Regions from separate parts of the Macaca mulatta genome. Here region 2 is linked to region 1. Evidence: chromatin contacts called from public Hi-C data. All regions are on one chromosome and are shown on one strand. The core of a region is the stretch at or near the end of the contact, and the rest is flanking DNA. Distances in the headings are between cores, read along the strand shown.

Region 1 (3,458 bases), core at 317-2,816:
CTCATTGAGGCAGCATTGGTGGAAAGTGGGGTCGGAGCCCCACACTTACAGCTCCCCCATTCCAGACACCCAGAACTGCTGACGAGTGCAATAGAAAAACCCCACATTCTACCCGGTCAGGGCGGGGATGGGGCAGAGGTGGGGGCAGGTGCGGGTAGAGTCCACCGCCCTTGCCCCAGCTCCGGAGAGTCCGGCAGGACCAGCCACCTACTCCCGGGATGAGCCGTCGCTGTTGCTTTCCGAGCTTGGTCGCCAAACTTGGGATTTGCCAGATGGCAGGATTATCTTCGCGTCTGTTATATTATGTGTGCGTTGCGGGGGGAGCGGGGGTGGAGAGCGAAGACAGGGAAGTCCAGAGACCGCGCTGATCCCTTTAAAATACACGCATGTTCCCTCTTTGCCCACTCCCGGGCTGCAGCCGCCGGGACCCTTACCGGAGTTCCTGGCACCTCGGAGCGGCCACGGCAGGCAGCAGGCGGAGCCTCTGCCACCCCTGCCCTTCGGTTCCGGCCCCCTGCCCGCATCTCTAGACCTGGGGCCCTGTGCCCAGATGCGAGGAACTGGGGGTTGGGAGTGCGAATGTGAGAACTTACCCCAGAGGAGAAAGGGGGGAGGTATGAGAGTTGGAAGGGAAGGGGGCAAAGAGGGCGGGTTAGGAAGGATGGGACTGTGACAGTGGCACCTGGAAGGCATTGTCCTAACGAGCGACACCTGTCAATCTCCGCTCCGGGGTCCCGGGGCCGGGGGCGGGGAGGCCGCGGGTCTCTGTGGTGATGTCATCTCAGAGTCCTTTCCCGGCTAAGGGCGGGAAGGCTGGGAGGGGCGCGGAGCTAGGAGAAGGATGGGGGAGGAAAAGAGAAAATAAACAGAAGTCGCTCTCACTCGCCACATCCTCTGTTCGCAATTTACATGGAAATCAAAAATCCAACTTCAATGTTATTTCTAATTTTGATTGATCGTCTTGCCTTTTCACTGGGGGAGGAGAAATAGGGTTGCTGCATCTCATCCCACAACCCACACAATCTGTGGGGAAGTCTTGTTGCCCGAAAGCTCGGAGGTGACCGACTCTTCTAGACCCAGCTCCCCTCTTTCCCTGGCGGTTGTTCCAAGCTTTAGGCTTAAAGAGGAAACACTTGGAGATGAGTTTTGAAAGTCTTCCGATATTGCAGGGGGCAAGGAGGGGGAGTTAATTAACTCTGGGTTTGTTCAGCGAGTGGGAGAGGGGGACTCGGCGTGGGTGGGCGGGCCAGGTCGAACGCGGGGGAGCGCAGTGCGGGAGGCTTGTGAGCCCAAAGCCCCTGCTTGCAGGCCCAGATTGGGGGGAGGAGGTCTACGGTGGCCTGGGCCGGGGGTGCGGGGCGGGGGTGTTGCTGAGGTACCCCAGGGAGTCTCCCAATGGTCCTAGAGAAATTCTGATCTCCCACCTACTGAGTCCCCACCCCCACCCCACAGTGCGCTACCGAACTCTCCCTCTTTCTATTCTTTTCCGCCCGAGCTAATTAGCAGCCTGCCAGCGGCCTGATTTATGGAAACGCTCGGGCGGGCGGAGACCCGCCGCTAGTCTAGCCGGGCTGCCTCGGGGCGGAGTGGAGGAGGAGTCTCGACCGGCCCCCTCCGTTGAGTTTCCCTTCTCGGGGTCGGAAAATGGAAGTTGTCGGTCCCCTACTGCCGTCACCCGGGCTGGTCTAGGAGACCCCCACGCCCTCGCTTCCCCCGCCTGGGGTGCAGAAAGCCCTGGCGCTAGCGGAGCGGGCGGAGGCCAGTGGCCGCACAGCGTGCTGCGGACACCCGAGGCCGCCAGGTTCCAACTCCAGCTAACTCCGAAGGCGGGCTGGATGCCGATGGGGTCCGAGCCGCCTATGCCCGAGTTGGGGGCCTAGCTTCCCACCTCCAGGTCCCCAGAGAAGGGAAATTAGACCTGCAAGGGGAGGGGCGCTGCCCAAGATCGGCTTCACCTCTCCGCACCCCTCCAAGGCCGCAGAGAATCACTAGGCCAGGGTGGGCCCGAAAGGAGCCACTGGCCCTGCTGGCCCGGGAGTCGCTGGCTAGCGCCTGGGGAGGGCGTGGTTCTCTCCACTTTCCCTCTGGTGCACTTTCTCCAGGGGCGTATCCTCAGAGGGCTCCTCTAAGTAGGAGTCTTCAAACAAGAGTTGGAATTTCTCCGAGGTGAGTGCAGGTCACAGGCCATTTCTGGAGCCACCCGGCGGGGCATTTGCCCGAAGACCCGGCACAGTCTCCTCGCCATCTTCGGGCTGCTTTGGATAGTCAAGGGGGGAGAGGGGTCGAGGAGTATTCCCTCTTTCCCATTTGATCCCAGAAATGAGGATGGAGAGCAAGCGGAGTGAACGAGCCGGGCAAGAAAGTGCAGCAGGACCTGTTGCTGGCGCTCAAGCAGCCTCACCTCGGAGGGAATGTTGGACACCTTGATTTCTCCAAGGAGCACCAGTGCTCTCTCCACCTCGGGGAGTCTTGGGGGAAAGAGACTAGCAGACGCAGAGGGCCAGAGGCCCGGGGAACTCTCCCGGGCTTAGGTTTGGAGTGCAGACAGGGACAGAGTGGGGTGAAGTCACTGTGAAAAGGATAGCGTCCCTAAACCCGGCTAAGACTGAAATTGCAATTGTAGGGAACTGAGATCTCCAAAAGAGTGTGTAAGGTTTACTTTAAAACACCCAACCAGTTCATGTTTTTCAGAAGGCATTCTGGATGCCCTGACGGGGGCATGTCGGGAATGGGACCCTTCTTCCCTCCCCACAAGAACTTCAGACACCTGCTCTATCCTGCCTTCAGCCCCCAGGCCCCCAGGACCCCTCCTTCCCGGGTTTCCCTCACATAAGAGAGTCATTTAATGTGATAGATAACTCAGCCCCGGCTCAACTCACCCACCCACACCCTGGGGAAGTTTAGTCTCCTCATCCTCCTCACCCTGCTGCCACCATTTCTAAAGGGTTAGTAAGAGTCCAGGAGTCATGCAGGCCCTGGGCTTTCCCCAACCGGCTAGAAGAAGGAAGTAGACGCCCTTAGCCAGCTGGGGAGCTGGGCTGGGCGCCGATCTGTATTTCGGGGTTCAGTCCCATGGGTGGCAGCCTGGCTGAATTCCCAACTGTGCTAAGGGCTGGGGTCACCTGCCCAGATACGTTGCATAGCCCAAACCCATGACAAAAGTCTGAGTGGAAATGGAACCCTCTTTCTCCCACACACCAAAATGTCGCCTTTTGGCAGTGCGGCCCCTAATCCTGCATGTCGCCTGAGGGTCACACTGCAGGCGCAGGGCTTCGCTGGGTCCTGCCTCCTGGAAGGTGCTCACAGACCAACTCCAGGGTCGACAGCCGGCACAGCAAATGCTGGCGGTTAGGTGCTCAAATAACATTCTTCATTCCTCTTTTTCAAAGTTGATTTATAGCAATCGACAGGTTAAAGCCTCATCTGACTTCATTACTTTTAAAAGCTGTCTATTTCAC
Region 2 (3,817 bases), core at 835-3,334, 550 kb before region 1:
AGTGCTACAGTATCCCTCTAATCACATTATTATTTGGATCCTGTCAAATTTAACTCCTTAGGTAAGAATCTCTGCACAATGAGTACAGAAATTAGGGCACTCACTAGAATAGAACAAAAACACCTAGAATTTAAGTTATATGTTCAGTCTCTTTACTTTCTATGCATCTAATTATTATGCTTTTAGTATAAAAATCTTTAATAACATTTACATATATAATCCAATGTAAAGTTCATGATCTTTCATTTACACAAATTAAGAAACCATGTCTTTAAATTAGAAACTTAGAGATAAGGAGGTCAAACACAGGTAAGAAAAATGAGTCCTAATGCTGCCTGAGGGTTAGGGGAGCTGCTGACTCAGAAACTCAGGCCCCACAGTGTTACTAATCAGAAAATCAGGTAGCAAAGTGAGATTTAATAATAATTATACTTTGGATTTCTATAGTACAGTATGTTTATAGAGCACACACTTTCTCATACATATTTTCACCCTTGATTGTTATGATAACTTGCTAAGATCAGTTACCTTCTACTACTGCCATTGTACAAGTGCAAAAGGTGAAACTTAGATGGGTTCAGTGATTTTTTGAAGATCACATCACTAATAAGCAGCAAAGACAGAGCTAGAGAAATGACTGGCAGACTATCATTTCTACTTTTCTTCCATGATTGCAAACAGTTACCCATATTTATGCAACAGACTCAAGGACATATATATAGGATTCAGTTCAGCACACCCTTAAGGAATCCTTCTATGGAAAATACTGGGTAGACCTCGGAGGATGAAGCAAAGCTAGGAAACAGACTTGCTTCCTATCCTTGTGAAGCTTACTAACTTTTGGGAAGCTCTGCAAAACAAAGAGTTTAGTTTCCATGAAAAAGGCTGCAAGGATACAACGATCCTTCAGTGGTCAGAACAGTAGTTTCCGCATAAAATAAAAGAATATTACAAATCTAATCCAATTATTCTAAACATGTAAAGTTGCAAGGCTAGAATAGCCCTACAGTGCTAAGACCAATCATTTCTACATAAAACAAAGAAGTTATTACAAATTTAAATCAATTAGTCCAAAAATTCCAGACCATTAGCTGCAAAACCTGAAACAATGGTACTCTCAAGAGAACAATTTGTTAGTGAGATGCCACCCACCATGAACCAAGATAATTATCCAAGTCCCTGGACTGGGAAAAAAGTGCTAGTGGGTGCCAAACTTATGAAACAACTCTCGTCAATGGTATTCCAGCTTTTGCATGCCTATATTCTACCCCAGGGATAGCAAGGCGTGGAAGAAATTCTCACTCACCACGCCAACTAGCGAAACCAGGAATTGAAGCCATAGCTGCACAGGGCTCTTCCTTCTTCCGTTTGTCCTGTCAATTCCATCTCAGTGCAACAGGCCAACGTTGAGGCCAGAGATTATCATAGAACTGAACTCCAAAGGATTTGTGTCTGCAATTATTTTGGACTCCAACTCATTAGCAAATGGAAATCTTACATTTCTAAAATTCGACAGAAACCAGGACTTTGTAAATAGTAAATGATTTAAAAAATGGTTATGAAAATTTGTATTTTTATATGTCTCATATATGTAGATAATTGAGATTTAGTTAGAAAATTCAACTTTCACGGTGTTTCTTAGGTGCAGTACAATACCTGTACAGGATAACTTAAATACTATCTCACTATCTCTGACTTTGAAGACAGGGAGAGTGGGCAAGTTGCCAGACTGAAAACATATCAACTGGTTTTCATTTGTTTCTAATCAAATTCTCTTCATTTTTTTCCCTTCAAAGGGCAACTGCCCATTTAGGAGAGGAACTAGATCATCTGCTCAGGGTACGGCAAGCATCTCTTAAATAATTCATGGCAAAAATGAAAAATTTACCCTACTTTTGTGATATGAAAATGCCTCATTGCTTTTCTGGGCTTGTAAGTAGATTCATCCAGTTGACTGTTTTGGTTTCTTGGAATTCAGAAGTAGGAAAGCCTTCTGAAATTTGACTCATACTGCATATCCCTCCTGAGTAGTTAAGTGCACACCCACACACAACTTTTCCCATAAACACCACATGCCTAAGCACGCAGTTAAATCTGATTTTTTTCCTACCAAGGGAGTGGGGGCGTAGAATATGATCCCCAGAGTGAAGCACTCCTTTCTGCAAGATGTAGTAAGAACATGAGGCTTCTTCAATAGGTGTACATAGCGTAGGCCACCTTAACTGCATAATTCATTTTTCTTCGTTAATAGTTTTTCAGTCTTAATTTCTTGTGAAACCTAAATTCTCCATCTTACTTAGAAAATGTGGATTCTAAATTTTAATGTGATATTCAAATAATCCATCTCACTATATTTCTCTATATTTCTTTCTGGCATTGGATGGGTTTATTTTGGTAACTTTATTGACCTTGAATTTCAATATGTGTGGTCTTCTGCTAGACTGGTTATATGGCTGGAAGAATATGGGAACTGAGTTTAACTCATTCAAAAATCTCTCTTCTATATAAATCAAAAAATTCAAAATTATCCAACATGCTACATCTCTATTTATTCAAATAAACTTTGACATGTGTTTCTGTAGTCTTGTAATGGGTATAGATCCTTTTTTGGCATTTTCTATATTTGCTTCTAAAGTGACTCAGCTTTTCAGCTCATAGGGTAATGACAGCCTTGGGGTTAAATGAATGGTCTTCAATAGCTTCTCTGTTCTTTCCAACAAGACAATGTAGTTGCTTCTGCCAAGGAGAAAAGGTATGTAAAAAGCTGATGATGAAACTGGGAGGGAGAATTTCAAGAGTTTTCCCCCAGATAAAGATTAGTAGAGAAAATTCATATAAGGTCACAGCATGTGAAGTATAACTTTCTGTGGAATCTTCACTATACCCTAAGGCAGATGTTTTTCATCAGCAAATCCTTTTCCTATTAGATTTGTGGGGCCAGTTAAGAACAACTTTGGGAGTTTCTCTATAGGGGTGGGAGCTGCCAGTGCTCAAGTTTAAGTCAGTTAAACTGAGTTAGCCAAAGCCATTTTCTCCCCTCACTGCCAAATCTTGCCTCTGAATAAACAACCTTAACTTTGTTTGTGCAAAGCAGGGATAATGTGTAACTCTTTCAACAAACAACAACAAACAAAAACAAACAAAAAACCCATTGGCTTTTATTTAGATAATAAAAAAGATATAATTTATTCACTTCAATATCAGGCATGTGCCTTGAAATTAACTTTCCCTTAGTGTTTGAGAAGAGCAGTTCAGTGGAGTATGAGCAATGATATGAATATTTGTATTAGTAGCTTAATTGCTAACTTGCAAACAATTTTGGAAAATAATAGGCTCTAAAAATATTCCATTTGGATTCTAACACCAAAATTAGCTCAAAGTTTATTTTGCATTATAAACCTTAAATATGAAATTGTAATCAATTTTGATAGAATCTTCTGACTAAGAACATACTTATGTATTCAGCAACCATTTATTGGGCATCATCTAGGTGGCAGGCACCAGTCCAGGTGCTGAGAATGCCTAGCTGCAGCCTTTGCTGTCTTGCTGTCTAGCACAGGAGACAGATAAGAAGACAACTAGCCCAGGGAAGTGGATCCAGATTGTAAAGGACCTTGTGTGTTGGGTTAAGAAGAGCTTGGTCAATGAGAGCCATCAAATAACTTTCAAGAGGAGAGAATGTAATCAGAGTATCTTTAGACACATCATTCCTGTTACAGTGCAGGAAATGAATTTCCAGATGCCCAGGCTGGAGCAAGGAGGCCCATAGAAGGTGATGGCAGTCAGTGATCCAGGGATGAGGTTCAATTTAAGTTGT

Evidence for each region. Hi-C and Micro-C count contacts between places; a contact is called where the count stands out from the background.
Region 2: a Hi-C map of fetal cortex germinal zone shows a contact between it and region 1, with 4 times the contacts expected there. The contact joins two enhancer-like sites. A contact is called at or near these places in 4 of 14 Hi-C or Micro-C datasets (fetal cortex germinal zone, fetal cortical plate, liver and 1 more).

The regions. Positions count from the first base shown.
Region 1 is chr7:86,514,884-86,518,341 of T2T-MMU8v2.0, reverse strand. The region is part of intron 1 of LOC114679505 (a long non-coding RNA gene); the gene reads right to left. Among named protein-coding and RNA genes, the nearest start is that of NR2F2, 35 kb to the right of the region's middle. Within about 2 kb of position 1,566, at least 5 of the 40 cell types and tissues checked have an H3K27ac peak or open chromatin away from gene starts, as enhancers often do.
Region 2 is chr7:87,064,713-87,068,529 of T2T-MMU8v2.0, reverse strand. No RefSeq gene overlaps it. Among named protein-coding and RNA genes, the nearest start is that of NR2F2, 580 kb to the right of the region's middle. Within about 2 kb of position 2,084, at least 3 of the 40 cell types and tissues checked have an H3K27ac peak or open chromatin away from gene starts, as enhancers often do.